Linked DNA regions of Mus musculus: region 2 is linked to region 1. The links are chromatin contacts, called in public Hi-C maps. All regions are on one chromosome and are shown on one strand. The core of a region is the stretch at or near the end of the contact, and the rest is flanking DNA. Distances in the headings are between cores, read along the strand shown.

What was found. A called contact is a pair of places that touch in the nucleus more often than the background predicts.
Region 2: a contact with region 1 is called in a Hi-C map of uterus, with 2.4 times the contacts expected there. The contact joins two enhancer-like sites. A contact is called at or near these places in 15 of 39 promoter capture datasets (the 3T3-L1 cell line, 3T3-L1-derived adipocytes, cranial neural crest and 9 more) and 9 of 484 Hi-C or Micro-C datasets (adipose-derived mesenchymal stem cells, cardiomyocytes, cerebellum and 5 more).

The regions. Positions count from the first base shown.
Region 1 is chr13:92,590,317-92,595,784 of GRCm38.p6, reverse strand. No RefSeq gene overlaps it. Among named protein-coding and RNA genes, the nearest start is that of Spz1, 17 kb to the right of the region's middle. Within about 2 kb of position 2,619, at least 80 of the 459 cell types and tissues checked have an H3K27ac peak or open chromatin away from gene starts, as enhancers often do. A contact at or near this core is called in uterus, where this site is marked.
Region 2 is chr13:93,235,002-93,240,469 of GRCm38.p6, reverse strand. No RefSeq gene overlaps it. Among named protein-coding and RNA genes, the nearest start is that of Gm41020, 39 kb to the right of the region's middle. Within about 2 kb of position 2,424, at least 72 of the 459 cell types and tissues checked have an H3K27ac peak or open chromatin away from gene starts, as enhancers often do. A contact at or near this core is called in uterus, where this site is marked.

The sequences.
Region 1 (5,468 bases), core at 1,370-3,869:
ATGTCTCCTACCTCCTACCTCCTGCCAAGGACACTGAGTGGTCTAGTCAGAGCAGTGCTGGAGAGCTCACCCTGGTGGTACAGATAAGGGAAAGTCGACCAGCCCAGCTCTCACCAAGGCCCACATTCAGGTGCTTTCAATTGGCCCACTCCAAAATCTACATCATCTGTGAACTGTTGGGGGACTTGAAGGGGCCGGACCCACTAACCCAGGGCTTCAGGATGTCCAAGACCCAGGGCAACAACAGGATAACAGGGAAAAGTCCTGGGGAGGATCCAATATTGATGGTGTCACAGGAGCCAGAGACCTTGAACCGACCCAATGACTCATTGCAATAAACATTTGCAAGTGAAGATGTGTGGACAGAGGGGTGCACTGTGGGACACACTGTGACACGGTAAAGCTTCCATAATGAAATATTTTCTATGCTTTATTTTGTTTGTATGTTGTTTTTTTTTTTTCATTTTGGGGGATAAGGAGTTGGGGGCTGCAAGGGCAAAGGGCAGATACGATGGATGGGACTGGGGTGCATGATATGAAACTTGCAAAGAATCAATAAAGGTATTTTTTGTTTTGTTGCGTTGTGTTTTTTTGTCTAGAAAACAAAGGGTGGTACCTTGGCCTGTCTTCTGCATCTCTGGGTCACAGGAACTACTTCCAAGTCCAGAGGTGCTCCCTGCAGCCTCCTGATTATGTTGGACAGGAAGACTAACTCCTCTTACTGTGCCTTGCTTTTTATATACGAAGGTAGAAAAAAAAAATGGAATGTAACTCCACTAGTTCCTATGGCAAGAATTTTCATTTTCCTCTTGAAATTTTCAAGTTCAAATAATGAGCACAAGTAGGTTACCAAGGCATTGTGATGGTTATGTTATAAACAGGTTATAGCTAATTTTGACGACAGCCTGGTTAGGACTTAGAGCAGGTGATGTCAGTAAGGTAAGCGAAATTCCTTTGTACAATCGCAACAGTTCCATATGTTCAGAGCGCTGATGGCTCTGAGGCCCTAAAATGGCACTTTAAACTCTGCCTTGTGTTGTAGAGAGTCTCCCTTTAATCACATCACATTGTTAATTTGCTTGGCAAGTCCCCTGAGTGTAGACAGTACAAAGGGAAAGACTCAGGCAGTACTCCAGGGAACTCAGATGCCACATTAATGAAAGGGGAGGGAGCCGCTCAGCAGGCTTTTCAGCTCCATCCAGCCCCCCACCCCCCCACCAGGGAACATATTAATTTCAATTATTTAGTCCGTTCAGGTTAGAGTTAGGTCTGTTTCTGCTGCCAGCCATAAGGAGACGTCACTGAGATAGATGTACAAGGTGCGCTCTGGGTTTTAGTTTGTCTACACTCAGGTGTTTACAAATCCTTTAGAAGGGGATCCAATTAGCCTGACTCATTTTGTTTCTGTCCTTTTCTGAGTTGTTCTTACCCTCTGTTTATCATAAAGTCCAGAATCACACAGCTGTAATAGACAGACATCCTGTGAGTCAAAGGCAGACTGCCCCTGAGCAGCAATTTCCTTGACATTTACAAGGCTGTGAGAAAAGTCCTCAGATAATAGCCAGCCCGACTGTGTGACCTGACCTCGACCATTTGCAATCAAACTGCCCTGACTCTGCCTTTGTTCTGGTCCTGTGTGATCTAAGGCTGCTTTTGGCACCCCAAAGGGGCCTGGCACTTAGCTATGTCTTCCTGACAGCAAGGGGAATAAAGGTTTTTGGGGTTTTTTTTCCCTGTGATTCTTTGGGGATGAGTGGCTAAATCTCATCTGCTAGGATCCCCTGGCATCCCCAGAGTGACACATCTACCCTGGAATACAGTAGCATGTTGAATACACCTTTGCATCTTAAATTATGTAAGAAGTTTTCAAGCAGTGTATTGGAGAGTTGCCAGGCCTCAAATCCAAAGTCTTACAGATGCTAAGCACACTAACATTTATGCTACCTACTTACTACTGAGTATCTTCAGCTTCACTAAGATAAATATTGGGGGCTAAGGATGCAGTTCAATTGACGAAGTGCTCATTTAGCATGCATGAAGCCCTGGGTTTGATGTCCAGCCTGGTTAACATGAAATATATTTGTGTGACTTAGGGAAATAATAGTGCAGTTACTATACACGTTTACTATGAAATCTCAAAAAGCATTTCTAAAAGATGGTTCATTTCTGTTCTTCTACATACCAGGGAAATTTATTCTGCTTTGATTTTAAAATTCAATCCACAAAATATTCACTCTCCTGATTTCAAGTAAACACAGCTTATAGTTGAGGTTGTCAGAGTAAGGGAGACAAAGGCAATTTATACCTCCCTCCTGCCAAGAGCACAGCCTGTGGGCTGTAAGACTCTCAGCAGTTAGGATGTCCACACAAGATTTGTCTATCAAACATGCTCGGTTTATTCACAACAACATTCCTTATAGGAGCTGCTAACATAAAAGTTAAACAAGCAGGAGATGAATGGTTGTTTGGGCAGAAATGCTGCTGCAGGGTCCACTGGGGAATCCGGGGGAGGATGCTATCTATGGAAGCTTGCAGGCTCGGCCCACATCCTCTGTGAGGTTCTTCAGCTGTTGCTGGCAGGAAGATAGCGCGGATGGTGGTCTGGGAGGTCCTAAAGAGCACAGGCCAATAACTATCGCTGACAGACAGCCCTGTGTGGCCTCAGCAAGAGAGGTCACTGAAGCCAGGGCCACGCCCAGTCTCAAGTCCTCTTGGTGATGCTTATGAACACGAGCCAGAGGCGAGGTGTCTAAGGATCGTGACAGTGAGGTCCTACAGAATATTCCCATCGTTCCAATTTTTGTATCATTTCTTTGGTAGCCTTGCCACTCTTAGGGCTCACAGCCTGGCGGAGCCTGTTCACCAGCTCATCAACAGCCTGTTGGGGTTATCTCATTAGCATATCAGGGCCAGACCTGGGCTGAGCTCAGGTCTGAGCTGCTGGGTGGTCTGCCAGGGGCTTGCTTTTGGGGCCTAACTCTTATCAGAGCTGCCCAGTGACAAACTTATATCTTATATGCGTTACATTATTCCAAGTACACAAAATGACGTTTGAGTCATTCAAAATGGTCTTTAAATTATGTTTCTTACACTCCCTCTCTCCCAACCTCAACGTTCCTCACTAATGTACTTTAATTTCCTAAAAGCAGTACTAGAGGTCTGGGTCTATTTCTTTAATAATGGGCTTTTTTTTTCTTTTTTCTTTTTTTTTTCTTTTTCTTTTTTTTTTTTTTTTTTTTTACCTTGGCCTATCTTTTCAGATTACATTTCAACAAAGGCCCCCTGGTGTCTCTTTGAGTCATTATATTCACAGCATCTTTGAAGTATGAGGTCTTTGGAAGTGATTGGCTGGATCCGAACCACAGCCAGTTAGCTGCCTTCATGAAATCAATAGAAGGCTTTCTTTTGAGGATGTCTTTGTGAGAGACAAAAGGCAGAATTTCCTTCCTGGAAGGAAGGCAGTTCCATGAATTCTGTCTGTTTATTCGTAGTCAGGTTTCAGTTACTTAAGAACAGTTTAGGTCCATTTCTTCATATCTTCTTCTTCTTCTTCTTCTTCTTCTTCTTCTTCTTCTTCTTCTTCTTCTTGGTTTTTTGTTTTTTGTTTTTTTGTTTTTTGTTTTTTTGTTTTTTTTTTTTTTTTTTGAGATAAGGTTTCCCCATGTAGCCCTAGCCATCCTGGAACTCACTCTGTAGACCAGGCTGGCCTTAAACTCAAGATCCTCCTGCCTCTGCCTCCTGAGTGCTGCTCTAAGGGTATGTGCCACCACTACTGGCTTAGGTCCATTTTTTAGAAATGCTTTTAAAATAGATTCAGCTGGAGATTTTGTTTGTTTATAGACAGGGTCTCGTGTAGCTTGATGCTTATATAGCAAAGGACGACTTTGAACCCCTAGCCTATACATCCAATACCATGCCTAACCCAGAGTACTTATTTTAAATTGCTAAAGAAACAGATGATTTGGCTAGGGGGTGTGATTTACTTCATAGAGTGCATGCTTATATGCAAGATGTCCTAGGTTCAGTTCCCAGCATCGAACAAAACCTGGTATGGTGGTACATGTGTCTGGAATCCCACCAGGAGGAAGGTGGAGACAAGAAGATAATGAGTTCAAAGTCATGTTCAGCTACTTAGCAAATTCAAGTAAAGACTGAATCAAAACGGGGATACCACAGACTTTGTCTAAAAGAGAGAGAAAATGGTTAAAACAAAAACCTGGTCTACCCCCTCTCCCCCCCCTCCCCCCCCCAGCCTTGTCTTCTTTAGAACCGGTTCATTGATGCTCTCTGTAATCGTGACTGTCTTGGCAGCTCAGACAGCAACTTAGTTTCAGTCTGGTAGTGGAGACCATGTGTATGACCCCACTGTACTAGAGAGAAATGACTGAATGAGCTGCCATCTGTGTGAGCCACAGGGACTGAGGAAGACAATGTAAAATACTTTGTCCCATTCCTTTCTAAGCATTTAAAGCTCTTTGAATGGTGTAACATTTCTGGGTGGTAAGAAAGATTGTTGCAGCTTAATTGGTAATGTTTCTTCCTCATGAGCCTATAAAATAACGAACCCTACAATTAGGGGGTTTTAGATTCAGTGTCTGCAGCAGTGCCTCTTATGTCTTATATAAGACAGTCCGGAGCCTCAGCCATTCTGCTGTTCTTCGTTTTTCGGTGCCCTGCTGAGTTTAAACGTGCCAGCAAATTCTCCCTTCATGATTAATCCATACATATAAAAATGCCCGAGGCTTCCTTTGTCCCCAGATACATGAGTTTCTTTTTTAAAGAAATATTTATTTTACTTTACATGTATGAAATATGTACATGCATATGTGTATGTGCATCACATGCATGCCTGTTAGGTCCCTGAGAACTAGGGTTATATGAGCCACCATGTGAGCGGTAGGAATTAACACCCATGTCCTCTGCAAGACTAATGTGCTCTAACCACTGGGCCACTCTGCCCTTGCAACCTGTGTTCCTGTTCACAGTGAAAGGCTGGGCTGGGCGGATGGCTCAGTGGTTAAACAGTGAGGACTAGAATTGGATTCCACAGAACTCACATAAAATCCAGCCAAGGCATGGGGGCCATGTGTAAACCCAGCCTGCGAGAGGCAGAGACAGAGAGGTGATTCAACCCAGGACAAGATGGGAGCCAGAGGAGGTTATGACTGAGCTCTGGGATCAGTTGAGAGATCCTGACTCAGTAAATAAAGGAGCAAGCAATAAAGACAGCTGATGTCAACACTGGTCCTCTGTACACAGGGGCACTGGTACAGATATGCGCATGCACACACATGTGAACATGAGTGCACACACACACACACACACACACTCACCATTGTCACTTTTTCCTTAAATACACAGGGCAATTTTGATGCTAGCAGTCAGTGCAATTAATGCAATTAATGATGTTGTGTCTGAAAATTTCACATTTTTACTTAATTACTTCTTAAACTTAGCATAACAATCTA
Region 2 (5,468 bases), core at 1,175-3,674, 640 kb before region 1:
GAAACATCCTTCATTAGGTAGGTTTGAGTTTCCAAAGCAGACCCATTACTCTCAGATTTAACTAGCAGGGCAGACTTGTAGGTCAACCAGTTTGATTTTTTCCACACGGTGTTACTTTCAGATGGCCACAGGGCGAATTCCCTTTGAGGTTTCTGGTCTTGTAATGCAAGTTCTAGCAAACTGCTCGGCAGCATCTCATCTGCGGAGACCTCCCAAGTCTCTGAGTTACAGAGTTACAAGCGGTTTACTCAACATGGCAACCTGAGAATTTCAGCAGGCTCAGGCGTCAGCTCAAACGCTGGGACTTGCTCTGCCGACGTTGCCGTTATTAGCTAAAAGACTCTGAGTACCTGGGACTTTATATCTAGGTTGCACATTGCACCCGAACACCTTGATACCAGGTGTAATTTTGGCTCAGGCGAGGTAAAGGAAGCGATTCTCTCTCTCTCTCTCTCTCTCTCTCTCTCTCTCTCTCTCTCTCTCTCTCTCTCTCTCTCTCTCCCCAGCTTAGGCGGGAGGGGGGGGGCGGGGAGGCGGGGCGGGGGGGGGCGGGGAAGGTCAGTAGCCACAGAGGCTTTAAAAAAAAACAATAATTGGTTTAAAAGATAACAAGCCAGGAAAAAAAGAAGGCAGAAGGTAATCAGATTAAGTGAAAGGTGAAAAAGAGCAGAGAGCAACTCAGAGAGTGGGGCAGAAGAGAGAAACGGGGTGGGGGAGGGGAGATAAGATGTGGGAGAGGACACAGAGAACCAGAAACAGATGCAAGAGGAGTTTGTGTGGAAATCTTAAGCCTTTGAGTGTCACATACACTAGATGACCTATAGCTTAATTTTACCTTTAAAAACAATCAAAAACCTCCCACATTTATTGTACAGTGCCTTTAAACTTTCTTCGAACATAGTATTGCTTTTTCTTGGTGCATTTGATCATTTTGCCCTGTCATTTAATTTTTAGAATGCATTTTACTTACATCTCTCATTAATGTGATAAGATGTTCAACAGAAACTGCAGCTCGGTGGAGGACTACTTTATATGGGCTCATGGTTTAAAGGTATCGTCCATAAGGCACCGAGTCAGGAAGGTGGTGAAGTGAACTCTGTCCAGAGATAATGGCCGAGACTGCTCAACCACACCTCGGTTATCTAGCCAGGGACCGGGCCTGTCAGATGGTGCCACCCACATTCCAAGGTCTTCTTCCCTCTTCAGTTAAACCTTTCTAGAAGTGCCCTCAGACACACTCACGTTTCCATAGTGTTTCTACGCTGAGTCAGACTGACAATGAAGACTCGCTGTTGTAGAAATGGATATGATATATCCTGTTGAGTTTAAACAAACTATTTGAAATGGGATAAAGCAAACACATTTAGCCAACGCCTGGCATATCATAAATGCTCAGTAAACACGAGTCCCTTTCCTGTGGAACAGTGGGTTCAAATGTTTTCACTGATGAAAAAGATAGGAGAAAAAAAAACCTAACAACTAATGGACGCTGCTGTAAACACGTGCTTCTTTCTTTATTGAGTCTAAACTTTAGAATATAAAGTCTTCACAGCTTTTTTTTTTTTCCTTTGGTGGGGAAAGAGTCCACTCAGCATAGAATTTGGGGCCTCAGTATGTTAACCAGTCTACACTGCATTGTGCCTGGTGCCCCTGCTGGTCTTTTTACCAGAGCTATCAGTCAGCCACAGAATTCGCTTATTGCATTCTTCCTCTCTTGCTATTTATATTAGGAAAGGTAGTGCTAAACTAAATTAATGGCTCTACTCTTACAGGAAAGCAGAGTGTGCTTAATTTTTTTTAAAGATTTATTTATTTCATTTATATGAGTACACGTCAGACACACCAGAAGAGGGCATCAGATCTCATTACAGATGGTTGTGAGCTACCATATGGTTGCTGGGAATTGAACTCAGGACCTCTGGAAGAGCAAGAAGCCAGTTCTCTTAACCGCTGAGCCAGAATGAGTATGAGCTCAAGACCGTGATCCAAGCTCCCTGAAATGACACACTTCATATGGAAGAGTTACATGAATTAAGGTCACACTGCAGCCAATAGGGGAGAGGAGAAACCGTCCGTTAGAGCTTTACAATGGAGGCAGGGGTCCCGTAAGCTTAGCAACCCAGTCAACAAATGTCTGTTAGTTGGGAGAGTGCCAGGTCAGATACAGAAGTTAGAGAATTGGCTGTTAGAGAGCTTGATCCGTCCAAGATGGTTTTGGCTCTTGACCTACACTATTTCGTCTCTCTAAAGTCATGGCGTTGAGTCAGCCAAGGTCAAATACTCCACGGGATCTTTAATAGGAATGCCAGTTTCTTCAGAGAACATTCCACAGCAGTGTGCATTTGGCTTTGTGAGGAGCAAGGCAGAGTTGTTCTCCCAGGCTCACTTTGTGTTGGACTTTGTTCTGTGGCTCAGGCTCCAACAGCATTTCCCTGAGCTCATCAGGGACAATAACAACAGGGCTCTCGTTTTGAAATACTCATCAGGTACAGGCATGTAGGCAAAATGTGGCTAGAGGCTGGGGAGCACTTCTTTACTGTGCAGATAAGCATTGGCTGTGCCTTCTGCTAGCCTCGGAGGAGAGGACTCCTGCCTCTGCTAACGTTGACTGCACAGGCCTGCACAGAGGCATTTCATTTCTGCTTTTGTCAATGCTGTGAAGGCAAAGGAGAAGTCTTCTAAGTAAAAGGAAATGCCTTTCTGGGGAAGTGATTCTTGGTCATGAACATAACATGCAAGAAAAGACCCAGGACTCAAAGGAAGAGTTGAGTGTATTTACCTGGAGGAAAAATGAGGTAGAGAGGAAGGAAGTGCAGTTTACTATAGAGGCAAAAGAAGGGCTTCTTTATGAAGGAAGAGCCCTGAGAGGATGAGAGAGGAGTCACTGCGGAGCTAGGACTAGCCTTGGGCAGGAAGAAGGGTAATGTTTTCTTAGGATAGCGGGCAGCATTTCTTGGTCCACTTTCTATTCCTGTAACTGAATACAACCTGGACACTTCATCAAGAATGAACATTGAGGGCCGGGCATGGTGGCGCACGCCTTTAATCCCAGCACTTGGGAGGCAGAGACAGGCGACTTTCTGAGTTCGAGGCCAGCCGGGTCTACAGAGTGAGTTCGAGGCCAGCCAAGGCTACACAGAGAAACTCTGTCTCAAAAAAAAAAAAAAAAAAAAAAAAAAAAAAAAAAAAAAAGAATGAACATTGAATTCACAGTTCTGGAGGGACAAGGTTAAGGGGCTGTGGCTAGTGATTATTGTTTTGTTTTTTGTTTTGTTTTTTTTTTTGTTGTTTTTTCGGGACAGGGTTTCTCTGTGTAGCCCTGGCTATCCTGGAACTCACTCTGTAGACCCGGCTGGCCTCGAACTCAGAGATCCGCCTACCTCTGCCTCCCAAGTACTGGGATTAAAGGCGTGCACCACCATGCCCGTATTATTTTATTTCTGATGAGAATGCTGTATGGGGTCCTCAGGTGGTATATAGCAACGTGTGGTGATGCTGTGCCACCGAGTTACATCCCGAGCCCTCTTCACCTCCTTACAGGTCCACTAAACAATCACAGGAAAGTATCATCCTTGCTCCCAAAGGCCTTTATCAGTTGGCTTTAGGGATTGGTGTCAAAGGAACCATACTGGAGGGAGAACATGGGAGGTAGAGTGTGTTTGTAGATGAAGGTTGGATGTGGCAGTTTGCATGAGGTCATCTCATGTTCTCTGTGGCAGGAGTGTAAATGGACTCTGAGTACGGGAGAGCAGCAGGAGAGGAGAGGGCTTAACAGAAAGTGGTGAATGGACTGAAGTGGCCCTTGGGGGAGCCAGGGGAGCCTGTCAAATCACTCTGGCTCTGTTCCAGAGGCTCCTGGGAATCCTGAGGGGACTCACTTGATTATTGCATTTTGTTAGAGACTCAGTAATGACACGCTGGCCAAATGAGCACTCTACCAAATGAGGACCTGCGTAGGGAATATTTCCCCATCACATTTGTGCCTGAACACAAGATAAGTAATACACTTATGCATGCCCACTTCTATCAAACCCTTAAATGAGTCTGGCAAGAGTAAGAACAACCTGGCAATATTGATTGTAGATGTCAGAATAGGAAAACGGACTCTCATGTCATGCTGGAAGAAGTGTGGGTTAATACAACACATTGCCTAAATTGTGTTTTGGGAGGGAGGACACACCTTTAATCTGAACCACACCGTCTGCCTAAGGACATGGAAGAAGGAAGTTTTTGCCCTTTGCCTACTCACCCTCATCTTGGTAGCATATCCATTCCTTCACTGGTATTAAAGCCTACCTTGGCATCCCAGGGTATACAGAAGACCAGATGAGACACTCAGCCTCAGGAACTAAACAATTACTGGATCTTTGACTTTCTGTTAATAAGCAGCCATTGTTGGATTAGCTGGATTACAGCCTATAAATTATTCCAATAAATGTCCTTTTTATAGAGAGAAACAGACTCATTCTGTAAGTTCTGTTACTCAAGAGAACCACAAATAACACGCTGTACAAGAATATATAACTTATATAAGTATATAACTTATAAAGGGAAATATTGAACCAAAGCAACCATGAGTAGAAAAAGTAAGTTTCATGATATGTAGACATGATACCGTATGTAAAAATTTTAAATATCTATGAATACACTGCGCATTGTTTTCACAATATTTATAGAAAGAAAAATTTAAACTTGAGAATATAGTTTTTGACGAGTAGGGAAGGTTTGGGATTAAATTTGTGAGCAGTCTATTTTTAACATATGGTTTTGAAATATCTTTTGATTGGTCAGTGAGTACTAAATGATACCTGGAAAAAATTTTCTGATGATCTGTCACATAGTAGGTTGACCACAGATATGGAAGTATAGTGTATTTTTAAAAAAAGAATTTGGATTTTTTTTACCACAAAGAAATAATAATGTTTGAGGAAATGAAAGTTTATTTTGATTTGAATATCAAATATGTATCTGTAGCAAACTACTACATGCTCTCTCTCTCTCTCTCTCTCTCACACACACACACACACTAAATGTTTTCAAAACAATGAAAAACTATTTTTTAAAAGCCTTAAAGTAAAACAAAATGAGAACTAGGAGTTTCCTTTAAGTATTAGCAGAAAGCCACGGCTGCTTCAGGTTTCCTTTGAGGATCAGAGTGACTAAGTGTGTCAGTGAGAACACAGCTGACCCATGTGAGCACGGTCTACCTGTAACTGTCCTTATCGTTGCCTGACTTACAGGGACTATAAAGATCTACTCTGAACTTTGCAAGAGAGGAAAATTGAGGTCCAGAGTAGTAATTCTTAGTTCCAGGCCTCAGAGCTATTGTTTCGCTGAATTGCTATTTCCATGAGAATATTTTTATCTATTTATCTTGGTTACATCTGTTGAATGCCACATTTCCAAGGGTCTCTCTTGAGTTTCTTGTATACAGCACCTCATATAACCTTTGAAATACTTTATATATA